Linked DNA regions of Rattus norvegicus: region 1 is linked to region 2. The links are chromatin contacts, called in public Hi-C maps. All regions are on one chromosome and are shown on one strand. Each heading gives the region's core, a stretch centred on a gene start, on an enhancer-like site or on the middle of the called end of the contact. The rest is flanking DNA. Distances are from core to core; before and after follow the strand shown. Region 1 has its middle 27 kb from the start of Cimip1. Region 2 has its middle 60 kb from the start of Pmepa1.

Evidence for each region. Hi-C and Micro-C count contacts between places; a contact is called where the count stands out from the background.
Region 1: a contact with region 2 is called in a Hi-C map of Schwann cells, with 4 times the contacts expected there. The contact joins two enhancer-like sites. A contact is called at or near these places in 6 of 12 Hi-C or Micro-C datasets (the A7r5 cell line, Schwann cells, hepatocytes and 2 more).

Annotation. Positions count from the first base shown.
Region 1 is chr3:182,757,272-182,764,162 of GRCr8, forward strand. No RefSeq gene overlaps it. Among named protein-coding and RNA genes, the nearest start is that of Cimip1, 27 kb to the left of the region's middle. Within about 2 kb of position 4,825, at least 4 of the 93 cell types and tissues checked have an H3K27ac peak or open chromatin away from gene starts, as enhancers often do. A contact at or near this core is called in Schwann cells, where this site is marked.
Region 2 is chr3:182,535,089-182,541,694 of GRCr8, forward strand. No RefSeq gene overlaps it. Among named protein-coding and RNA genes, the nearest start is that of Pmepa1, 60 kb to the left of the region's middle. Within about 2 kb of position 2,678, at least 12 of the 93 cell types and tissues checked have an H3K27ac peak or open chromatin away from gene starts, as enhancers often do. A contact at or near this core is called in Schwann cells, where this site is marked.

The sequences.
Region 1 (6,891 bases), core at 3,575-6,074, 220 kb after region 2:
TTGCTGTATACCATGTGCACTTGCTGTATACCATGTGCACTTGCTGTGTACCATGAGCACTTGCTGTATACATATGCATTTGCTGTATACCATGCACACATGCTGTGTACCATGAGCACTTGCTGTATACCATGTCCACTTGCTGTATACCATGTGCACTTTCTGTGTACCATGCACACTTGCTGTGTACCATGTGCACTTGCTGTATACATGTGCATTTGCTGTATACCATGAGTACTTGCTGTATACATGTGCATTTGCTGTATACCATGCACACATGCTGTGTACCATGAGCACTTGCTATATACCATGTGCACTTGCTGTGAACCATGCACACTTGCTGTATACCATGTGCACTTTCTGTGTACCATGCACACTTGCTGTGTACCATGTGCACTTGCTGTATACATGTGCATTTGCTGTATACCATGAGTACTTGCTGTATACATGTGCATTTGCTGTATACCATGCACACATGCTGTGTACCATGAGCACTTGCTATATACCATGTGCACTTGCTGTGAACCATGCACACTTGCTGTATACCATGTGCACTTTCTGTGTACCATGCACACTTGCTGTGTACCATGAGCACTTGCTGTATACATGTGCATTTGCTGTGAACCATGCACACTTGCTGTATACCATGAGCACTTGCTGTATACATGTGCATTTGCTGTGTACCATAAGCACTTGCTGTGTACCATGAGCACTTGTGTACCATGTACACTAGCTATATCCCATGCTGTCTTGTATACATGATCTTGTATCCTATGCCACTTGCTGCATACCATGCACACTTGCTGTATACATGTGCACTTGCTGTATACCAGCTATCACTCAAGAAACTGAGTTTGTTCCACACTGAGGGACTCTGGAGTCTGAGCTTAAGCAGAACCCATCAAGGCACAAGAGACCACACTGAAGCTTCAGCAGCTGAGCCTGTGACAAATCCTCGTGTGATAAAATTCTGGCCCCCGGAACTTGGTCAGCACAGATTCAAAGGGCCATGGGGGCAGAAGCCAGAGGTTGCCCTTGGAGCAGCAGGGCCTTGGCACCCAAGGGCCAGCACCTCAGGTGATGCTGCCACTGAGCAAAAGGTTATGCTGCTCTGAAGAGTCACCAAATCCCGGGGACCCTACCTCGACCTGGTGTCCCTTTCTCTTACTGTCTCAGTCATAGTTTCCCCAAAATTATTTCTTGGAAGAAAATAGTTGAAACCTTGTTTTCTACTCTGTCCATTCTATAAAACCCTGATGAAGGAGTCCAGGGAGGGAGAAAGGCAGTGTGCACACACAGGCCCACATGTGCACACGCACAGGCATGCACAGGTACACACATATGTACACATTCACACATGCATATGCACAGGAACAGTGGTATACACACACACATGCAGGCAAACTTGCACATATTCATACACTAATAGGTTACCACAGGCACACATGCACACACACACACACTAATAGGTCACTGGTTACCACAGACACACACACACACACACACACACACACACACACTAATAGGTCACTGGTTACCACAGGCACACATGCACACACACACACACACACACACACACACACTAATAGGTCACTGGTTACCACAGACACACACGCACACACACAGGCACACACACACACACACACACACACACATACACACACACTAATAGGTCACTGGTTACCACAGGCACACATGCACACACGCACACACACACACACACACACACACTAATAGGTCACTGGTTACCACAGACACACACACACACACACAGGCACACATGCACACACACACACAGGCACACACACAGGCACATCTACACACACACACACACACACACACACACACACACACACACACACACTAATAGGTCACCGGTTACCATCTCAACAAATAGGTACATGCAAGCCTTTTCTGAGGACACACTTCCTCAGAAGCCTGTCAGATCTCAGCTTGGATCCTGCTGCATCCACTTTCCACAGCCAGGGACAGCAGGGGCCTGACATTTTTCACAGAGGTAGCGACTCCATCTGATGTCTCTGAACTGCACCTCGACAAGCAGCAGTCACTTCTGAATCCACTCCTCCAAAAGGTCACCAGCCAGACACCCACAGAAAAGCCAGCCATCACTGTCACCTTCCCCACCCCACCCCACCCCACCCCCCAAGTCCTCCACATTGTCTCCTTCCTCACTATGTCTGCCTTGTAGAACTGCACAAAGGGAGAGGGGGACCAGAAAGGAAGCCCACCTGCCAGGGCTGGTTACCTGCCTGATTCCCAGCATCCTCTCTTCTGTTCACCAAAGAGGCAGTCCCATCACACATGCAGGGCCTGGCTCACATATACAGGTTTGCCTCAAAACTGGGAGGATCAGGTCTGCCCTAAACCAGCAGCCAAAGCCTGGCAACCACATGCTGTCTCCATGTCCTGCAGAGAGAGGCTCTTGAAGAAGGCACAGCAAGTCCAGTCTCTCCCAGGTTTCATTCTAATGTCCCTCACCCACCCTTGGCCTGCAAGGGAGATCTTAGAACCATGCTCACACGCTCAACCCTTTGACCTGGACAATGTGCCAACCCCTGGCCTCTGCTGTGATGGGACCTGGGGCCTGAGCCTAGGCAGGGTCATTTCCAACTGGGTAGGAAGGAGGAGGACTAGATCTTCAATCTGCCAGGAAAGGAAAGGTCCCAGGCACAGCTCAAAGACCCCCAACGTGTCTCCCTTCGCTATGAGAGACAAGGCCCTATCCTTGAGTTCAAGCATCGTCCTTCAGCCGATTGAAGGATCCTCAGTCCACAGCTGAGAACCCAGGCCATCCCAGACCCATGAGGGACACCTGTGTAAGTGAGGCTGGAGGCCAGGCCTGTGTCCACTCATCCAATCATCCCTCAAGTTACTCCCCCCCCCCCCATGAAGACAATACTCCAGCAGTCATGGACCCCAAGAGGGAGGGCCTCAAGCTGCACCACTCCCTAAGGCAGAAGCTGCAAGAGGAGCCCCTCAGGACCCCTGCTGAGGTCACTGTAGAGCTGAGAGTGTATCAGGGGATGGAGGCCATCATGAGCAGAGGGAACTGGGCAGATTGGAGGGTAGAGGATCCCTCAGGAACAGAAGAGCTAGAGTAGTGTGGTCACCAAGGTGCTCACGGTTTCCCATGGGTCTCCACAGCAGGCCAGCACTTCAAGGACTGGGTCAGACACACCTACCCATGTGGAACAGGGCCAGGAGCCAACCACACTAACTATAGGAAGAGGTGGTGGCTTGGCTCCTTGCGCTTCAGTTTCCCCATCAGAGATGGCAGAGAAAGGAGACACAAATCTAGGAGCTGGGTCTCATCTCATCCCTCGAAGGTCACTGTGCCCTCTAACCTCGAAGGTCCTGGCTTGTCAGTAGTGACTGTCCCCAGAGAGAAGCTGGTGAGGGTAACAAGGAACCCTAAGGGACATCATCCCAAAGGGTGTCAAGAGTTGGCTCTGGACAAATTCTGAGTCTTTTGTGCTCTTGACCTTGGACTGTTTATCTCTGGGTCTCGATTTTCCTATCTGAGGAAATGCAAAAGCAGTAAGGCTTCCCTTTAGGAAGGTCAGCAGGACTCCTATCTTGTGGTCGGTCACTGCAACAGAAGCTTTGGGGCCGCTATGTCGCTTCTGTGGGGACAGGGGCAGATCCCAGATGCCAAGCTCAGTCAACCACAGGTCGTCCCAGAACCTTCCTGCAGCCTCCTGCTAAGAACTCATCGATTATGTCTAAATGGGTCCCCCCTCCCGAATATCTTACCTTTTCATGATTTTCCCTTCAAACTCTCAAAGGATGTGCTCTCTTGCCTTCTGCAGAAAATGAGAAAAATGTGAACGGCACAAAACGAAGAATAAAAACCAAGTCCTTCCCCAGAGTTGGGATACCCAAGAGGGAGCCGCTCTTTCAGGGCAACATACCCTGGCTCCCCAAACACCCTGTTGTCCATGCCATACGGGTCTATCTTAAGGGATCACCTGAGAGGAATTCATTCTTGAACCTCACTCGTTCCTCTGCTCCCCTATCAGTCACCCTGGGCTCCCAGCCTAGCAGCCCTGTGTCCCCACTGGCTTGCAGTTAGACAGGACCCTGGAAAGGTGAACACCACCAAACCTTTCCACAGTGCCTGGCCCACAGTCAGCACCCCACAAACACTGTGACAGCTGGGTGCCCTGACTGCATGTCCTGTGGGAGGCAAACATGTCACTCAGTGGGGAAGTGTGTTATTGAGAAAGACCCAGGAGTCTGAGGCTAGCCAAGCCCACAGCACTGTGCTCCATCATGACCCCAGAAGGGACAGGGGCACCCCGGGGTGATGTCACCTGCCCTCTGCTTGCTATGTGGCGGAAGCGCTGTGTTGAGGGCTTGCCCGGAATTTGGTACGCATGCCCCAGACCTTCCAGGGCTCCTCATCGCCACTGACACAAGACAAGGTGGAGCAGAGAGGCGTGGCAGAATAGCACATCTCAGGGTGTGGCCGAGACCAGCCCACCCCAACCTGTATTCACAAAGACTGGTCCGTCCAGACAGAGTGGCTGTGGTGAGCCCCGTGTGGCATTAACATTCAATCTAGCACAGTGTTCGTTCTGTTCGTTTTCAATTCAAATGCAACACAACCGCACAGTTTACTAGGATGAGAGAACTTGGAGCCCCCATCCCCCAACCCCCATTCCCCACCCCCCCAACCCCCGTTCCCCACCCCAACCTCCAACCCTCGCCCCCGGAGCAGGGGTTTCCAGCAGTCTTCTGCCTCCCTCTCTTGTCTGGGCACCTTCTTAGGAACGGAATGCCCCTGGCCCAGGCTGGACTTGAGGTGCCATGCTGCCCCCTACTGGACACTTGTGACACTGCATGAGCCAGAGTCCCGCTGAGGAGAGCCCTCCTCCAACCCCCTTCTGGCTGCGTGCGCAGCAGGTGCTGAGCACTCGCTCACAGGAGGGCACTGCCCCTGGAATGCTGGGTAACTGGTCACCTGGTCTGCCATCTACCACCAAGCATGGGATAAAAACGGGTAGAAAATTAAGGCAGATGCACGAAAAATCAGTACTGTACAAATAACTTTTTAAAACACCTAGAGTCAATACAAACATCTCCATGTTGTATAAAACATTGAAGTTTTCAGTAAATAAGGGATCCTCTCACTGATTTTTTTTCCCGTTGCCTCCAGCTCCGATACTGCTGAGCATAACACTGTAATTCATCTGTCTTTATTTAAAGCCCCGATATTTTGTTTGCATAGATTTTTTTGGCATTCATTTTGATTTTTAAAAATTGCATTAAAATGTCATTTATCTTGATTACAGGTGTGGCTTGGGTTGATAGGTATTTGGTTTTGTTTTTTTTTTTTTTTCAGTTCAGCATGTCCTTATATTTTTGAGTCCAAGGCATGATGTCTCCTCCTTTATACTAACCTTGGCTCTTCCTTGGTCCATCTCTCCCCTCCCCACTCCTCCTCTCCTGTGGACTCTCATAGGCTCAGGATCTGAACCCCTCGTGCTCCTGACCAGGAGACGGATCCCTCTCCTCCCCACAGAGGACTCTAGAAAATGGAACAGACAGGGAATGGGGCCGTTGCTAGAATTCTTTTCCAGGAGATCACGTAAGCAACCCCTCCTTCCTGAGGCCCCAGGGATCAGTGGAGACACCATTCCACTAAAATTCACTCTGGGTGAGTTTATTGGACTTTCTCAGAGCATAGAATGAAGAGTAACCTACAAAGGTGTGAGTGATTCTCCCCCCACACACCCCAGAAAAGGCTGCACTGGGAAATCTTAACCCAGCAGGGACAACAGCTGTACCATAGCTCCTATTCTACTTGGCCTGTATGCTCTGTGCCCTCCCCAAGGCCTCGTGTAGTTAGGACACAGTCGGATACAGTGTGTGGTGTGGAGCAAGTGGCTGGAGACTCTCTGGTGGGCTTACAACCCTCCTCGTCCCTTTGTAGGAGGATGGCGTAGACAGGCATCTGACAAGCCCAGCTGAGATGACCTTTGGCAAGCAAACTCCCCAAGACGGCAGTTGTTTGGATCAGAGGAGTCATAGGCAACAGGAGGTGTCCCCTGGAGCCTCTAGAAAAGGACAGAGGATTGCCAAGGCCCAATTCTGGTGGGGCTTCCAGGCGGCCTCCTCTAGAGCTATGAGGCCACGGATCCTATCAAGTCTCTGAGCCGATGACATAGTTACAGCAGCAGAGAGACCCAATACAGTGACTTCCAATGTCAGAAAGGAATGTTGGGGCCCTCGAGGTAGCTCTAAGCAGTTACCACATGACTGGCTGCCCCACAGCTGTGTGACAAGCAATGCCAATTGGAGGCTTAAGACAGCAAAACTTGTCTCTCATAACCCGGGGGCAGCACCCTGAAGCGGGTGTCTTAGTTAGGGTGAAGAGACACTGTAACCCAGGTAACTCTCGTAAAGGCAAACATTTCATTGGGGCTTACAGTTTCGGAGGTTCAGTCCGTTATCATGGCGGGAAGCACGGCACGCTTGGTGCTAGAGGAGCTGAAAGGTCTACATCTGAGTCGGAAGGCAGCAGAAGGGCAGTGTCTTCCACAGGCAGCAGGAGGAGGCTTTCTTCCACACTTGACGGAGCTTAAACATAGAGACCTCAAAGCCGGCCTTCACGGCTTTGCACTTCCTCCAACAAGGACCACACCTACTCCAGTAAGACCACACCTCCTAATGGGGGCCAAGCACTGAAACGCATGCATCTGTGGGGGCCAAACCTACTCAAACCACCACACCAGGCATCAGCAGGCTCTTCCTATAGCTCTGGGGTGGAGCCTGCCACAGTCAACTCCTGCCACAGTGCTCAGTGTGGCTTGCTGGATTCCTGGGTTCATCATCCCTGTCACCTAGGGTTGTCACTCTGTCCTCCTG
Region 2 (6,606 bases), core at 1,428-3,927:
TGTGTATGTGCAGGCTGTGTGTGTGTGTGGTGTGTGTGTGTGTGCAGGCCGTGTGTGTGTGTAGAGCCTGTGTCTCTGTGTGTGTATGTGTGTGTGTGTGCAGGTTGTGTGTGTATGTACAGCCTGTGTGCATATGTGTGTATGTGCAGGCTGTGTGTGTGTGTGTGTGTGTAGGCTGCGTCTGTGTACAACCTGTGTGTGTGTGTGGTGTGTGTGTGTGTGTGCAGGCCGTGTGTGTGTGTAGAGCCTGTGTCTCTGTGTGTGTATGTGTGTGTGCAGGTTGTGTGTGTGTGGTGTGTGTGTGTGTGTGTGGTGTGTATGTGCAGGCTCTGTGTATATGTTTGTGTGTGTAGGCTGTATGTATGTGCATGTGTGGGTATACAACAGAAGTGGTGTTGACACATCCAGATGAGACTGAAACAGGGCTTCAGGCTGAGCAGGGACCACAGGCTCTCTACTCACCCCATGCATGAATACTTCTCACTCCAAAGTTCCCAATCTACTGTCCCTTAACCAAAAGCCCTCAGCCCAGAGTCTAGGAAGTTTGACAACTACACACCTACCTTGGACAAAGAGCAATTGAACGAGCTGAACGAACCAGAGACCACACACTTCAGAATTTTCCTTCAGAACATACTGCCCAGGATGGTGGGCCAGGTCCATACCCAGGATTCCCAAAAATAGCTGTGAATTCTGGGTTTTTAAAGGCAAAACCCCTCAAGACTACACATTTCCTACCTTCGCCCAATCTGTGGCAAGCATACATCCTGGTGCACTTCCTGCCTACATACCTCCCACTTCTGGGTGATCAAGTATCTCCTGGGCTGTTGGGGCAGCCACCCTCGTTTACAGAAGTGAAAACACGCGTTTTACGTGAGCAAGAGCATTCCAGAATTTCAGGAAGTCACTTGGCTTTGGGCAATGGGGCTTAGAGGCCAGAGCTATTTTTGTTTTCTAGATCTCTTAAGCACAGTGATTTCAATTTAAAACATGACTTTAGCTGGGCTTGTGGTTTCAGAGGGTCAGGGTCCGTGGTGGTGAAGCAAAGGCATCTGAGAGCTCACATAACTAAATGCAAGACAGACAGAGACAGAGACAGAGAGACAGAGAGAGACAGAGACAGAGACACAGAGAGAGACAGAGAGACAGAGAGAGACAGAGACAGAGAGACAGAGAGAGACAGAATCACAGAGAGACAGAATCACAGAGAGACAGAACCATAGAGAGACAGAGACACAGAGAGACAGAGACACAGAGAGAGACAGAGACAGAGGGACAGAGAGACAGAGAGACAGAATTCCACTGTTGTTGTTTTGGGACAAGGTTTCATGTAGCCCAGGCTGGCTTCAAACTTGCTATATAGCTGAGGATGACCTTGAACTCATGCCCCTGCCCCCTCTGCCTCCCTAATGCTGGGATTACGGGTGTGCAGCACCACTCGGTTTGAGTGATTTACTTGGACAATGTTAAAGTAGGAGAGTAAGCGGCCCAGACAGAGTTCTCTGTGTGTTGGCCCTTAGGAGCCAGGAGAGGGCCCAGAGATATCACATCAAAAGCACAGGACTCTGTCACAGCTCTAAGTATCAAGTTTTCCTGAGGTATCCTCAGCGGTGTTTCCTACCCCAGGAATGGCTTTTTATTCATGCAGCAGGCTCTGTCAGGATGCTCAGAAAGAGTTGTTTTTCTCCTTTGTGCCTGGAAGCCAGTTCAGACCTGAGACCCAGCCAAAAGCGTGACATCAGAGAGGCAAACGACCCCAGAGAAGCCTGGAAGGCTGTTGCTGTGGTTGGATTTATGAACACATCACTGGAAGACAAGCCTCCCCTCTAGCCAACTTGTAGCTGGGGCCAGGGAGGCCATTATGCTCTCTGCCCTGTGGTTGAACTCCCCAGGAATTCCTGACACCCTGGAATTGCGCCCCACCTCAGGCTCAGACCTCTGGACTGTTTCCTCCTGCCCAGCCACCGCTGCGGCCTGGGCTGTGGCTGATAGGCAGGTGAGGTTGAGCGCTTGCCTGGGAGAAACAGCATTGTAACGGACAAGGAAGCCAGAGTGGACTTCAGGGGTCTCTCAAGTGCACATCCAGGCTTCCCAAGTGCAGACTGACCCCAGGATTCACTCAGCCCCATTAAGACAGCTCAGATCCTCAGACCTTTGGGGTAGATGTCTGATTGATGGAGAGAGGCCTGTGGGATACTTGGAGGTAGAAATCTTCCTTATCCATTTTATCAGGAAGGTTGTGCTGCGGTTCTGGGCTTCTGTTTGTTAGCTTCAGCTGACTCACTCCTGCAACTCCTCCAAGAGGCTTTGTTAGTAAGACTTCATGGAGACCTGCTGTACCTGGGAAATTCAAGACCTGTGGCAGGGTTGGGTGGGATCTTCCCCCTCCCATCCACATCCAGTGTTGACCTCTACTTCAGCAGGTGCCCTGTCACAGAGTGACACCTCTAACTGCTTGTTACCACCACAGCTCAAATCAGCAGGAGGAAAGTGTGCTCTTACAGGTCCTTGAGACCTCGGCTGGGATGGAAACTTGCTGGCTCCCATGGGCCTGCCTTGGCTCTGGGCTGAACCCCTGTGGAATCAGTCGCGGGGGCTGGGCCCATCGGGGTGCCTGGCATTGGTTAGGCTCACTCCCCAAGAGGGTGCTGTCATGGTCAGCTATTATGGCTGGTGTCGGCAGACTGAAATCAGGGTCCCCAGGGAGCTTCAGGGTTCTGGGAAGCCATGAGCGTCTCTGCTGTCTGGTTCTTAACATGTCCCAGATCTACATGAGAAACACATACCTATCTATTAAAACACGTGTAACGCAGGCTGGGTGGGGTGTCCAGCTTTTAATCTCGGGAGGCAGAAACAGACGGTTCTCTGTGGTTCTGAGGCCCAGCTTGATTCACACAGGAAATTCCAGGGTAACCAGGCTTACACAGTGAGATCTGTCTCAGAGCAAAAATCTCAAAATGTGTGTAACTTATTATGGTTCATTGCCGCGCTGTGTCATGACTACTGGGGCAGTGACACTGCCAGACAGGGTCAGGGCTCTGTTGGGACAGCGGACAAAGGAGACAGACCTACCCAGGCTCTCACATAGTCTGCAAGAACACTTGAATGCAGACAAGCCTCCTGCTACGCGCTGCGCTGGGCAGGGTGTGATCAGAGGGCCCAGGAAGTGGCTGCCATCCACCCACCTCCCAGTGAAGCCAATGCATTCTTCCACCTGACTTCCTGGATGTTGGGGAGGAGGGAGGAGGGTGTGCTGTCACCCCAGGAGGTGCTCTTTTGCCCCTCCCCCAGCCTTTGCAAATGCCTCTGGTTCTTCTGCAGAGCTAGCTTCCAATTCAGTCCCAGTCTTTTGGTCCTAGCCGAGTCATCCAGACCTCAGTTCCCAGGCCCTTCTACATCTTCCCTCATCACAGGCTGCTGCTTCCAGAAGGCGTCTCTGGTGTCTTGTCCACTCCTGGCTTGTAGGACTAGGCACGCAGTAGGCACTCCATTAGTGTGTGAGGAAGAGGCCTGGATGAAGGGTTGTGACGGACAACAAAACTCAGAAAGACAGAACTTGACTGAAGCAGGACATCGGGTGGAAGTGAGCAGACTCAGGCCTCTGGGAGGAAGGGCAGGTCAGGCTGTGATAGAACTGAGTGTCTCAGCTAGAGTGGACGGTGCTTCTTCAACCATGGCCGCACAATGCCTGGGCTACTGCCGGCTGAGTCTCCTGCTCAGGTGGCCAGGCCGCCTCCCAGATCCTGCAGAACTGTTTTTGTTAGGTGCAAAGGGTCATAGGAACTTCATTGTTTTACTGGGATTGTTGAATCTCCCAGGGTCACGGAATAAGACTCTACAATTTATGACTTAACTAACTCCAGAGGCCAGACGTCTGAAGCCAGATGTTGGGAGGGCACTGCCCTCTGGAGGTTCTAAAGGAGTGTCCTTGAGGGCCTGCAGGTGACTGGGCAGGTCCAGACTCAAGGCCCTTGCCTCCTGTCTCTGCCTTTACATGACATCCCCATGATGTATGTCTCTTCCCCCCAGCTTCCCTGAGCACTGGCTCCTCCTTAAGGACACCTGCTGTACTGCATGACCCTAGGTCAGCCACCTTGTAAGGCAGCCTCACCTAAAGTAACACTTAAAACGCTTTGGTTTGAGGACACGATATGGTCTGACACAGTATCTGTTTGGTCACTGCCTCCCTCTCTCCCTCTCTCCCTCCTCTTTCCCTCTCTCCCTCTCTCCCTCTCTCCCTCTCTCCCTCTCTACATCTCTACATCTCTACCTCTCTTCTTCTCTACCACTCCCCTCTATCCCCTCTCTTTCTTTCTTGGACCTTGTGAGCTCAGTATATCATAACCATTTCCTGGATAGGGAAACTGAGGCCCATAGAATTGTCAGGGGAGAGCTACCGATGTAACCCTCTACCCTTAGAGCCCAGGACACTTTAGCAGACATGAGAGACAAGCCACAGTGCCTCCCTGACAAGGACAATTGCACTCTAAGCCTTGAAGAATAGAAGACAGAATTCTAACCAGCCTCGGTAGAACAGAGCGCGGCAGTTTAGTATGTTGGGCCGCCGGGCGCCTTGTCTAGACAGGGCGAGCATTCAGATAGAACTGGATTTCCAGGCTGCAGCCGGCACAGCAGCCCCTGGCGCGGCTCCCAGCTCGGGGGATTCATTTACTTTGCGTTCTTGAGCAGACGCCGCAGAGGTCCCAGTTGTGGGCATATCACCACGTCGCAGGGAGCCCCAGAGGCACTGGCTGGTGCGCTGCCTTTTCCCAGACAATTTAGCTGCTTACAAGTCAATAAAAACAAGGTTGCTTGGGACGGGGGCTTCATCTTCTTCCAGCCGCACCGCTGTCAGAACGCGTGACTGCGCAACTGGGACCATTAAACTCCTAATTAGCTTTCAGAATCGGCGGGCTGGGAGTGGAGAGGGAGCAAGGGACGGGTCCTGGCTGGCATCTCACCGACTGTCTTGTTTTATTTCTCTCTCGACTGGAAGTGGAGAAGGTTCGGCTGTCACTTATGGGTCAGTGAAGGAGACTGCAGCTTCACCCATCCCTGACTGTTTTTAAGCTGTGTGCCCTGTAGCCAGTTCCTCGCCTCTCTGCGCCTCGGGTTGGCTGCTGAGGTGGGTGGGGGCATTAGAGAAGTGTCAGATTATTTTAGAAGGCCATCGCCTTTTACCGTGTAGAGGGAGCTACAGGGCAACCCCATCAGGTGCTACCTGCTTTATTTTTTGAGGAACAGTCTCTCACTGGGACCTGGGGCTTGTCTTTTTTGAGTAAGCTTGCTGGTCAGTGAAATTCAGGGACCCGCCTTCCTGCCCGTTTTAGGGTTTCTGTTGCTGGGACAAAACGCTATGACCAGAAAGCAGGTTAGGGAGGAAAGGGTTTATTCGGTTGGCACTTCTGTTCATAATAAAAGGAAGTCAGGACAGGAAAAAGAAGCTGGAGATAGGAGCTGGTGCAGATGCCATGGAGGGATGGTGCTAACTGGCTTGCTCCCCCTGGCTTACTCAGCTTGGGAACCCAAGACCACACCAGCCCAGGAGGGAACCATCCACAAAAGGCTGGGCCCTACCCATTGATCAATGATTAAGAAAATGCCTTACAGCTGTGTCTTATGGAGACATTTTCTCAATTGAGGCTCCGTCGTCCCTGAGGACTTAAGCTTGTGTCAAGGTGACAAAAACCCAACAAGAACACCCTCCAGCACTGGGGCTACAAGCACGAGCTCTACTGCCCAGATTAAATGTATTTTTAAAAGTGATTTGAGGTTATAATATAGTTAGATCATTTCTCCTTTTTCTTTACTCCCTCCAAACCTCCGATGTACCCCCCCAAAGCTCTCTCTCAAATTCATGGCATCTTTTTCTTTAACCGTCGTTAGTTTATTTAAATGTCATTACATACCTGAATACAAATACACAGTTACAACCCGCCCGGTTTCTATAATGTCCTTGTATGTGTGTGTTCAGGGTTGACCCGTTGGCATTGAATTACCAATCGCTGTGCTTCTCCCTGGGGAAGTCTATTTCCCCTGCTCTCTGTACTCCTTGGCTGTCTGAGGTTCTTTGTCTAGGGTTGATGTCTCCTGACTCCTTATCCTCACGGTCTGGTCCATGTTATAGGTTTATTGTTACTGTTCTTTTTCAGCTCAGGTTAGGCAGTCATGGCGGTGGGACTGTAGGTGTAGACTCTGGCATTTCTAGGAGACAGAATCTCGAAGCAGCCAACTTTCTGTTCCTTTGGCTCTTAAATCTTTCTACTCTCTTCTGCAGTGTTCCCAGAGCCTTGAGTACAGGAGCCGTGCAGTTGACGTCTTTACTGTGACTGGGCTCCACAGCTCTGCCTCTTGACCAGTCATGGTTTTCTGTAGTGGTGCCCATCTGTTTCAAAGAGAAGCCTTCTTGATGAGGGCGAGGGCATCACTTATCTGTGGGTATAAGGGCAGTTATATAAAGTATAGTTGGGGATTCTGCTGGTAAAAACGGTGCCTGCAGGTTCTCTGGGATCCAAGACTTCCCCAGCCCTGGAGAGTTGACTAGGTTTCCAGTAACCAGGCATGATTTGCTTTTTGTTGAATGGGTCCGATTAGTGACTTAAGTCC